Regions from separate parts of the Zea mays genome. Here regions 2 and 3 are each linked to region 1. The links are chromatin contacts, called in public Hi-C maps. All regions are on one chromosome and are shown on one strand. Each heading gives the region's core, a stretch centred on a gene start, on an enhancer-like site or on the middle of the called end of the contact. The rest is flanking DNA. Distances are from core to core; before and after follow the strand shown.

Evidence for each region. A called contact is a pair of places that touch in the nucleus more often than the background predicts.
Region 2: a Hi-C map of endosperm shows a contact between it and region 1, with 1.8 times the contacts expected there. The contact joins the promoter of LOC100280513 here to the promoter of LOC100282557 in region 1. A contact is called at or near these places in 11 of 25 Hi-C or Micro-C datasets (bundle sheath, ear, endosperm and 4 more) and 1 of 3 datasets of contacts at active chromatin or transcription factors (leaf).
Region 3: a contact with region 1 is called in a Hi-C map of ear, with 2.5 times the contacts expected there. The contact joins the promoter of LOC100274207 here to the promoter of LOC100282557 in region 1. A contact is called at or near these places in 2 of 25 Hi-C or Micro-C datasets (ear and leaf).

What each region holds. Positions count from the first base shown.
Region 1 is chr6:117,467,730-117,471,681 of Zm-B73-REFERENCE-NAM-5.0, forward strand. LOC100282557 (GAMYB-binding protein) reads left to right here and starts at 1,700. Exons shown (of 6, transcript NM_001155465.1): 1 at 1,700-2,133; 2 at 3,150-3,275. The coding sequence starts at 1,923.
Region 2 is chr6:117,202,178-117,206,129 of Zm-B73-REFERENCE-NAM-5.0, forward strand. LOC100280513 reads right to left here and starts at 1,940. Exons shown (of 12, transcript NM_001370738.1): 1 at 1,896-1,940; 2 at 1,257-1,312. LOC103629899 (a long non-coding RNA gene) reads left to right here and starts at 3,107. Exons shown (of 3, transcript XR_554702.2): 1 at 3,107-3,195; 2 at 3,343-3,390; 3 at 3,478-3,524.
Region 3 is chr6:117,765,443-117,769,351 of Zm-B73-REFERENCE-NAM-5.0, forward strand. LOC100274207 reads left to right here and starts at 1,804. Exons shown (of 6, transcript NM_001360561.1): 1 at 1,804-1,872; 2 at 2,010-2,132; 3 at 2,263-2,390; 4 at 2,470-2,571; 5 at 2,713-3,909. The coding sequence starts at 2,878.

The DNA.
Region 1 (3,952 bases), core at 450-2,949:
TTCCACCTCATCAATCCTAATTGTATGCACCTATGGGTAGTTAATCTGTATACCCAAAACCTCTTCAAAGCAGAACTGAAGAAATTTACAAAGTGTTTGGTTTGAGGAATGAAGTGATCCATCTTCTTCTCACTCCTCACTTTTTTATTTGGTTTATGGAATAGAATGGGTTGATCCATCACTACCCCATTCCTCATAAGCTAATAATTAGTATATACATGAGGAGTGGGTTGATTCCACCAAAATTGATGGAATGAACTTATGATGCGTCACCTCATGAAGCATACAGTGACTCCATAAACCAAACACACCATTAAGATTTGCAATATCTCTTCCTAAGTTTTAGATGAACAAAGCTGTATCATCAATGTATTCCAAGTTATTTAGGCTCGCCCCAGCGAGATGATAAGTTACTCCATTGATATACCCCCTTCCCAAAAGCTCTCTAAAATGGTAGACAAACCATGGCATCAACCACCAAGTTGAATATAAGGGGAGATAAAAAGGTCACATTGCCTCAGGCCCTCGAAGCATCTGAAATATTTTCCTACATCTCCATTAAGATTGGTGGTCACTCTAACATCTCAAACAACTTATATTTGCTTCTATTTTCAGTTTGAAAATGATTTCCTATTTTTCTTCTTCATTAAGTCTTGTGACATATCACATTTTTGGTCTATATAACAACTCATTGAATTCTAGAGGAACCATCTATTGTTGGAACTATCCTTCTATGCCAAATAATAAATAAATAAATATAATATTGAAGTACCAATATTTTATCATATTTTTTGCCCATCTTTTCTTAAATATCTTACTAAAATAACGAGTCTCTGTCATGAGGTAATATAGATAGCTAGAAATCTCAATCTAAATATATTTCTTCGATCTAAAATCTGAATAGTAACTGTAACCCAAATAAAAGATGTATATGTACCTTTCTTACCGTAATAATCAAAGGTTTTTTTAGTTAGACTCTGTTTGAAACCTCTAAAGCTTAGCCTGCTAACAAATTGTTTACTAGATTAAACCAACTAATAACCTAATCGTTTGTGGATAGTTAGTTACCAATAAGTTGAGGTCTCAGCTCGGGTGTTTCGCATCTTCACAACTAATTTTAGCAGCTAACTATCAGCACTAGAGATTTCAAAGAGAACCTTAACATACTTTTGTTATTTCAAACATTAGATTCACAAAAATAGAACTCAAAACACGTCAAATTAACTTAATTCAGTGTCATTTTAAATATTTTTGTCCTTATGCGTCTTTTTATCTTTTGTATGTGCACATACGCATAGCAGGACAAAAATATCTAAAAATACATTAAAATCAAGTCTGACATGTTTTAAACCATATTTGTACTAATGATTTCTTTAATTACACTCCTAAAATTTAAGACTAAACTTTAGTCTATAGAAATCCTATTTAAAAGATCTATTTTAGTCTTCCCGTTTAGTATTTTCAAAACAAAAAATGACTCACTAAAACTTAGAGGTTGGAACCAAACACCACGGAGGGTACGAATTTCTACTTCGAGGGTACGAATTTCTACTTCGTGAAGTGCGTGAAGTGTATTTATCTACCTGTCCCCACCGGAGGGTACGAATTTACTCTGTCTTGTTCAGCTGTCCTTTTTCTTCCCGTTTAAACACCCCCAGATTTCTCTATATCACGACGCTACCCCTCCACGTCTCCGCTTCTCGTGTTCTTGTTCGTCTCCGCCTCAGGCAAACTCCACACGGACACGGTCACACCTCGCTCGCTCTCGCTCCCGTATCGCGGTTTCCTTTTCGAAGCCTTGCTAGGTTTAGCTGGGGCCTCCGTCTATCCTGTCAATGGCCCCTTAGGCGGCTGTACTTCAGACTTCAGAGGTGACGTGAGGCGTGGGGACGCGCGTAGCTGATTGGTTCGAGGAGGCGGGGATGGACCCGGACTTCTCGCCGGCGAGTGGGGGCCCGAGCTTTGAGTTCGCCTTCAACTCGGTCAACTTCTCTGACCGGGTGTTGCGGATCGAGATCGTCGCTGGGGATGACGCCCTCGGGGCCAAGGGCGCCACCGGCGAGGGGTGCTCATCTCTTGCCGACTGGGCGTGCCACCGCAAGCGACGACGGGAGGAGCTCCGACGCGACAAAGGTGAGAGAGGATTTCTGATTATCTTTTTTTTTTTCATATTCCCTAGAATTTGCGAATTGGCTGTGGATTCCAAACTGGGGAAAGACAGTGGTTGGTTGTTTGAATTGAATTATTCCATGCGTTCTCTGGAACTTTTGAGGTGATTTGATTTGACCTTACCATGTGCTCGGGCTTTACTAAAGCCTTCGGCCTCAAGTGCTAAAATCCCCCCTTTCTATTCAAAATAGGAAGGGTATTTTAGCCCCCCTCGTTCCCCTCCAATTCCCTGACTCCCAAACTAGCCCCAAGTGTTGTGAAGGCACTTTTTGTTTTAATCGAGGCTGTGAAATGTGGGATTGTGGTTCTCTTTTTCAATCCTTTGAGTTGGCGTAGTGGCAATTCAGATTATCATTTACTAAGCAATCTGTTACCAATGAAATGACCAAGTGGTGGAAATTAGTGGGGATAATTATTGCAATTGACACTTGGCTGTGGGTGATATGTTCTGCTGTATTGGCACGATGTCATTCATCTCTGCATTTGGTTTGTGCAAACTAATTATTTGTATGCCCTACCTTGATCAATGCCTGTAATATGATTTACATAATCATGAACATATGAACAACACACTCAAGACCAGCCTGTGCGACCGAACAAAGCTTGCAAGTTTGGGATGTAATCTCTTTGGCTATTGCTGCATCGGTTGTAAATGAGGAAGAGGAAAGGAGCGAGGAAGAAGATAAAGAAGGGAGAGTGTCAAGGGGGTGCATATCTTGGCTGTTGGATCGATCCAACACCCAAAAAATGTGATTGAAGCCATAGCCAAATATCAGGCAACTGATAAGGATGCTGATCTATATTAGTGATATTTTTTTGTGCTGACCATCATGCCTTGGCAATTTACTATCTCATTTTCTTTCACTGATTGCTGTAATTTCCAGTTTATTCCCATCTTATGTCTTTCATAGTTCTGCATGATCTTCAACTATCAAATTTATCATGCGTATAACTTTTGAACTACTGTTTTATGGACCCAGAATCTAGAAAATACATGCCAGATCCAGCAAACTGCAAAGTTGAAGCTGAAGAATGTGATGCCTACGAGGAAGGCAATGAGCCTGTAGCTATGATAGAAGAATCTCCGCCTGATATTGAGGCAGATGGTTAGTGCAATTTATTTTTTTTTCAATTATGTCATTCAAATATTTTAAGTTTTTTTGGGTTCAGGAAAGGCAGCCTTCATACACTCAGTAAACTCCTTACCTTTTTACCATGTGTTGCAAATTCAGGGTCTGCTAATTATTATTAGTGCCGATGGTGTTTTCTTGTCAAGTTTACTATTGTCTTGTGGCACAATGTATTGGTGAACTTGTTCAGATGTATTGAAGTTGGCCCAAGCTAACTTGTGGTAGAGAACACATTAATTATTTTTTCATGTAGGCGATGGGAACTGTTATGATCCTTAGATCATTTGGGACAACCATTAGCAGGAAGATGGCTGAGCAAAGTCGGCGTGAAGAGAGACTTAGAGTTATTTGGGGAAATTGGATTAATTCTTCATTTCTTGGCTTCTTGCTTGAAGGGAGATACAATCCCATCCTTTTATGAGAGTGGACTTAACCCTTAAGAAACTAATCCCTAGAACTAAGGGAGCAACCTGATGTAATATAATCTCTTTCCTAATCCTTATCCCTTCCTCATAGGTACACTACCACGGGTACTGTTCACATTAGTCCAGACTCGTTGTGAGGAGGGTAGGTGGGCTGGCCCTCCGTCCACCCATAACACTTTTGCTCCTTTTCGGAGCAGCTCGCCTATGGTACATAGGATCCTAATCAGG
Region 2 (3,952 bases), core at 690-3,189, 270 kb before region 1:
CACTGTTCGAGTAAATGTTAGAAAGCATGACATAGTTCCCAGAATTCCATGGCTCCAGTCGGGTGAGCTGCTTCAGCACATATTCAGCAAGGTCAGCATTCCGATGGATCTTGCAACCACCGAGGCGTGCTCCCCATACAACGGCATTTGCCAGCATTGGCATGTCACCAATCAGCTGATGAGCCTCCTCCAGCAATCCCGCACGACTCAACAGGTCAACCATACAACCATAATGCTCAATCCTAGGGCTTATACTGTATACATGAGTCATGTTATGAAAATACCGCCGCCCATCATTCACAAGGCTAGTATGTGTGCAGCTGCAGAGCAATCCAATGAAGGTATTATCATTCAGCTTCACACCCGAGTTCTTCATCTGGCCAACAAGCACAAATGCAATCTTCTCGTGGCCAATCATGCCAAGCCCCATGATCATCGCATTCCAAACAATGATGTCCCTCTCCAACATCTGCTGGAACACCATCCATGCCTCTCTTGTGCTCCAACACTTAGCATACATATTGATCAGTGCAGTGCCCAGGACTGGGTTGTCAAGGACCTCATCCTAGTGCACTATTTCAACCGCCTGTCATCCCAAATCCAATGCACCTAACCTCGTGCACGCTGAGAGCGCCCCGACCGCCGTGTAACAATCCGGCTTCGCTCCCTCCACCTCCATCGCGAAGAAAAGGTCTAGAGCCTCCCGAGGATGTTCGTTGGAGGCGTACCCTCTGACTATCGCGCTCCAGGCCACCGCATCCTTGTTCTTCATCTCGTCAAACACTGCCCTAGCCTTCTCCATCTCCCCGCACTTGACGTACAGGTCCAACGCCGTGGTCGCCACGAACACGCTCTCCGTGACCCCCTCCTCCTGTTGTGCCGCCCTCCACACGGCCTCCCCGGTCTCTAGATCCGCGACGCGGGCGCACGCTGTGAGCACCTGCACCGCCTTGAAGCTGTCGGGGCGCATGCCGCTCACGAACGCCCTCCTGACGACCCCAATGGCTTCATGGGCACGCCTGAAATTTAGCCGAACCCCGAAGCAAAATCTAAGATTAAGCAAAATTAAGCTGTCGGGGCGCATGCCGCTCGCGAACGCCCTCCTGACGACCCCAATCGATATCCATCCGACGAAATTGAGCCGAACCCCGAAGCAAAATCTAAGATTAAGCTAGCGCAACAAGGGGATTAGCAACTGTTATGCTCTGAATAGAAGCGTGGGAAGAGAAGAAACCGATGCAAGTGAGCGAGCGTACCAGTAGAGGAGGAAGAGGGCGGCGGCGGCGGAGCAAGCAGCTTCTGCTGATGAACCCTGTGAACAAGTTGTCAATAAGTAAGAAGAGAAAAAGGAAACTAAATAAGCAATTTGAACTCGAGCTCTGTTTTGAAACACAAGGGAACTGGCAGAGAGGGTCTCGTCTCTCGTGGAGCGCATTGGAAGCAGCAGCCAACAGACACAAAATCCTCCACCGTTTACATGGAGAAACACGAACGGCGGTGGCCGGTGGATACAGATCAGCGTCTGCAGCCAGCAGCACCCCTGCCGAAGCCGCGGAGCACTGGGTACGTACGGGGACTCCGGTAGCAGACTAGATCGCATCTCTTGTTTCTTTCTGCGCCAGACCGATAAACGGAATAACAAGAAGAAGAGCACGAACGAAGGGAAGGATGGAGAAGCTCCTGTTTTTCCGCCGCCGCCGCAAGGAAGGAACGGAATCGGTGCCAGAGTTGCAACGCATGCACGCACAAGTAGCATCCGCGGGCATCCCGAGAGCCAAGGCGTTTCCCTCCATCGAATTTTCAGCGCCGAATCCAAAGATAAAGAGAGGAGGAGGCGCCAAACAGCACAGGAAGGAAGGAAAGGGAGGAGAAAGCGAGGAGGAGGCGTAGCTCACCGGCGGCAGCGGGGCTGGGGAGACGAGGAGGCCCGGACGGATGCGGCGGCCGCGCGCGGGACGGGACGGGACAGGGATGAGGGGCGGCGGCGGCGGCGGCGGCGTCTGTTGAATGGTGTTGGTGGTACTGGTGTGCGGCTGTGCGCAGGGAGGGGGGAGATGGGAATCGAGCACGCGAGGTGAGGGGGCAGCCGGGCAGCCAGCGGCGCAGCAGCGCAGGCGGCATATAAAATACTAGATCAGCCGGCGCCCCTTCGGGCGCCCTATCTAGCATAGGGAAAATATGAATACACAGTTATACACGCTATAATCAAATTAAATAGAGGATGACTAAATCTCAAACTAAATTGTTTAGTTCAGAGAGAGAAAACAGATACTCAACAGAACATAGAACACGATTATCTCGAAAATAATTCACATTAAAGTTGTAGCACCGCACTTAAACGTGCACCATAGTATGACGTTGAGGCTTGTTTTAGCTGGAAATTGGTACATAATAAGATTACATGGTCCAAGTTTACGGCTAGTCGATACAGTGGGGGACATGCAACTAAACCAGAGCTATTTACAAGGTACCTAGAGCCAACTCTTGGCTGGCACAATCCAGACAGCTAGGCACAAACATTACGCAGCTACAAGTGCAGACCCATTCCATCTACTAAAGCCAGCTGAACAATCCATCCACAAAAGCGATAAACAGAGATGACCAAGATGTACATCCACAAAAGGCAAGACATCATCTGTGACGTGTTCAGACTGCAGGTTTGTTAAGGCTGCAAACAAATATAAGAATGTGAGTATAAAGTTCCATAAATATTATGCGCGGGGTCTCTGAAGTTAATGTTATACCAAAGAAAGATATTAAGCACATGTATACAACCTCAAGGCTACACAAACAGGGTCTTGATCGCAAACCAATAGCCTTAGACAGTTTACTTAGGCAAGAAATATATGATTATGTAACTGCCTATAGAGGAAACTGTTCACTGGCTAAGTACTTTTGGCTCTGCCCAGAGCTATATTCAGCAAAGGCAACAAGTTCCAGATAAAAATACTTTTTTTGCTAAATGAGTAAGAAGTTGGGGTAATATTTTGTGGCTTAAGTTCTTACATTGGTCAATCAAGGAGCAGATGTGACTGTTTCAGACGCTCGCGCTAGTTTCTGTTTGATTGGATTGTTGGATCGGGATCCAAGCAACTAACCGTTGTGTCTGGCTGCTGATTTGTTAGGCTAAGAAGGACCTAACGGAGGTTACCCACAAGGTCTACTTCGATGTCGAGATTGACAGCAAGCCCGCAGGTTTGTTGCGCCACCCTCTCGCTTTCTCAATGTCAGATAGTCAGATCAGCACGCTACGGCGTACGATGGAGCAATAGGGCCACTTTAGATGTCTAGCTATTTGGTCTCTCTCACCAGTGCTTAGAAAATCTTCAGCAGCTTTCATAGGTCGGATTGTCATGGGGCTTTTTGGGAAGACTGTTCCTAAGACAGCAGGTATTATGAACTTATTGTTAACTATTCAAAACTATCTTCTCATGAGATAAGAGAAAACTAATGCCCCTACAACTTGTTTTCCTATAGAGAACTTCCGAGCTCTTTGCACAGGTATGTTTTATGCTATTATCACCCTTGTTATAGTTTTCCAATGACTAAACTCGTGGTAGGTTTAAGGTTTGGCAGTTTTAAATTGAGATTGTTTTGTCATGCAGCATAACTAAAAGTAATGGGCAGTTCCATTACCAACCCAACTTTCCTACAAATATGGCGTTTGGCCTAGAAAACATCAGATGATACATGTCCACTATGTTGCAGGGTTTCTGGATTGTTTTTACTTGAGTCTGGAACGACAGGAATGGAAGCATACGAGTTACTGTTGGCCCAGCATACGACAGGAATGGAAGCAACAACAGGAATGGAAGCAAGAAGGCACAGAGAGGCAGAGGCTGTACCTAGAATCAGCAATGCCAGAAGCCAAGTCATGGCCATCACCAGTTTTATCAGCTGAGCCTCCTAATATCTTCCTCGCAACCTGTCTGGTAGCTGAGGACCCACCTTT
Region 3 (3,909 bases), core at 554-3,053, 300 kb after region 1:
GATCCAATTCCACGCAATATAGAGGAGTGACACTTTGTATTGGGAGAGGGAGTTTCTAGTTACACTTCAATTCCATGGAATTGAGTCTCTGATTCGAAACCAAACAATAGAATTCTGGAAAATTGATTCAATTCCCAATGATGTGTTTCAATATCTACATCTAAACGGGGTATTAGGGAGTTACTAAATGATTGGTAGATGTAGAGAGAAAATTAGGTTAGATGAAAAGTTGCTAAATTTAGGAAGTTAATTTAGAGAACTATAAGAGAGTAGTTATTATGTTAACTATCTAAATTAATGATTTAGGAAATCTTTTAATAATTATTGAAGTTGCTCCAAGCATGCTCGCATACAAGAGTTGTATTGTTGGAGCGCAAGAGCGTGGTATCGTAATTAGGGCTGGAAATGGATGTCTGGAGATCCGAGTTATCCGTATTCGTATTCACTAAAACTACTAGTATGGATATCTGTATTCGTATTCGATTTCAATATGGATGTCAAATGGATGTATTCGAATTCGATTTATAGTACTTTTCTCTATCTGATTCCATATTCGTATTCGAAAAAACCATGAAACATCCGATACTATCCTATTCGTGAAAAATGTGTTTCATGAAACCATTTCAAACTTAACTTTATCATTAATCACTAATTAAAAATGATTTTAAGTTTAGTAATATACTAGAAAAATGATATATATCATTTAAAATATTTATATGATAAATAAATAAATTATCAACCTTATATTTCTAGTGATATTTAATAATAAAACTCAAAAGTTTTCATAAACATTAAATTATAACTCTCCACTTTATCTATAGAGCGAACACATCTCAACGAAGTTCGATAAACATTCTTGGTACACACATTACAATATATAGATAAATTTCTTCATTTAAGTTTTGGTACACACATTTATAGATAAATTTCTTCATGTTATCAATTAAACTCAAACATCATACTATAACTCTCCACTTTACAATATATAGATAATTTTCTTCATGTTTTCATTTAAGTTTTGGTACACACATTTATATATATGATATTCATTCATTTTAGAACAACAAATTTGTTTTGCTTGGTACATTTACTATTTTATATCGATTGTAATTTACTTGTATCTGTACAAATGTCACTTGTTAAATAACACATGTTCTTTTGTTACATGCTTCGATAGTTTAAAATATTATTTATATAGTTTTGTTGACTTGGATACGGTGGTTCACGAGAAATCTATTTTAATTTAAGTTTGTTTTGACTTTCTATTTACTATCTTTAAACTTGTACTTAAATAAAAATCCATATATGCATATGTTAAATTTTAGGGTATGATGTTTGAGTTGAATTGAGTAAATATCCGAATAAGAATTCAGATTCAACTATCTATTTTGTATTCGTAATCGAAGATATTCGAATTTGTATCCGAATTTAAACTAAAATATGGTAAACCGTGACATTCGAATTCGTATTATTGGTTCCATTTTCACCCCTAATCGTACTTGGCAAGTCGACACACAAACTTAATTTATACCTGTTTGCTTGACTTTAAATTATACATATTTCTACTGTTTTTACAGACAGTAAAAAAACTGGCTTTAATCCGGCAAGCTGCGACGCGCTCGGCAAGTCACCGTCACGGCCATCGGTCAAATGAGAACGCAACCTAGGAATAAAGACCACCAGCCGCTGCATCCTTGTCCTCTCTTTTCTTGCCATTTCTCTCTTCTTCCTTGCTGTGCACTACACAAACCAACCATAACTTCTCTTGTTCTCGTTCTCTTCCCTGCGTGAACCGCGGACCAAGAAGAAGCGGGCGTTGGGGACTTTGGGATTTGAAAGCCTACATATTATTATTTCTCTAATTCAGGCGTGGTGAGTCGCTTCTCGTCCTCGGCTGAGCGCGCGAGTTCATCATGCGATTTTCGCTGTAACTTCTGTTGAATTTAGTTTTGCCGGGCGTTGGGGTTTGAATCGGTCGGGGTGATCTGATCCGAGATGTGATGTTGCAGGTCTGTGCTGGGAGGGAAGGGATCTGTGGGGCTGCAGCCCCATCCGGGCTGAGGGTTGAAGGATCCGGCCCTTTGGTGTGCTCCCCCAATCGGGTTATTATTTCTCTAATTCGGGCGTGGTGAGTTGCTTCTCGTCCTCGGTTGAGCGCACGAGTTTATCCTGCGCGTTTCGCTGTAACTTCTCTTGGATTTTGCTCCGGGGTTTGGGGTTTGAATCGATTGGGGTGATCTGATCTGAGATGTGATGCTGCAGGTTTGTGCCGGGAGGGAAGGAATCCGTGGGGCTACAGCCCCATCCGGGCTGAGGGTTGAAGGAACCGGCCCTTTGGTGCGCTCCCCCCAATCGAGGAAAAGGGGGCAGCGGATGCTTTGTTGCCTTCGGTGAGCAATTTCACTGACTTTTGGTTACAATTTACTGGGGATTTGAGTAAATTCCTGACCCATCGCTCCAAATGATCAGACCGTCGCAGGCTCGCAGCATCCGTTACGCGATTGGGAATGGACCATCAGCAGGTCGAAATGACTGTTCTGTGACACTTTCCCCCCAATCCCATCAATCCCGGTACGCACCTCACCCGTTTCACCTATCATCTGTTTATTTTGTACCCAGTTAACTGAAGGTTTTCCAAGTTTTGTGCAGATTTGATTTTTATTTGAACACAAGATGGGATTGTAATCTCGGTTGCTGTTCTGTGCCTCTTAGGTTTTCCTCCGTCCTGGATTTGGAAGGGAGGAACTCTTGGATTTCTGTCTCCATGGCGCACGAATTGTAGTTTCCAGAATCTTACTTTGTAGATTTAGTGTAAATAATAGTGATAGCAGCTGGTGACGAATCTCGGGTTTCCTTAGTAGCTGTCACCCTGTGAATATGTCGTCGGCAGGTGTGATTGTCTTGGGGCCAGTTCCAGAAGACCCTGCCTTCCTGCCCATCTGCTTCAATGGCAGCCGGTCACAGCACTGCTCATCTGGGTCACAACTGCAGGATTCCATTCTTATTTTCCTTGCTGTGCCGGGTATGCCACCCATGCCCATGAGCGTGCTGGGATCTGAGTCTATTGCATCTGTCAAGCTGCGCATCCAGCAGTTCAAGGGCTTTGTGGCGACGAAGCAGAGGCTTGTGCTGGATGGGCATGAGCTGGCAAGAAACAACTCCCCAGTCAAGGATTATGGGCTGGCCGAGGGAAATGTTCTGCATCTTGTTATTCGACTATCAGATCTACGTGTGATTAACATTGAGACTGCAACTGGAAGGAAGTTTCAGTTTCAGGTGGACCAGAGCCGCAATGTTAAGTTTCTCAAGAATAAGCTTGAAGCAGAGGGTGATGAGGATATTGGTAATCTTGAGGATCACAAGCTTGAATATGATGGTGAGGAGCTTGAGGACAACCAGCTGATAGCTGATATTAGCAGGAGGGATGATGCTGTGATTCATTTATTCATCCGCAAACCAGCAAAGGTATGGACACAACAAGTTGATGGAGATACTTTGGTTACAGTTGTCAATCCACAGGGGAAAGGCAACCTGCAAAATGAAGCTGGCTCAGTGAACTCCGCAAACTCAGTTGGGGTTAGGCCTGCCCCTGTTGAACCAATAGTTAACCGAAAAGCAAAGCTGTCATGTGAAGTGATGAAGATGATAAATTCAACCATAGCTGGACTGGAGAAAGGGCACCTGCCTGTGATGTCAGCTGAAGGTTCAGGAGGTGTTTATTTCATGCGAGATGCAACAGGCCAGAAGAATGTTGCTGTGTTTAAGCCTATTGATGAGGAACCCATGGCCAAAAACAACCCAAGGGGCGTTCCTGTGTCCACAGACGGCGAGGGGATGAAGAGGGGAACAATTGTAGGGGAAGGTGCATTCAGGGAGGTTGCAGCTTATATTCTCGACCATCCAGTTAGT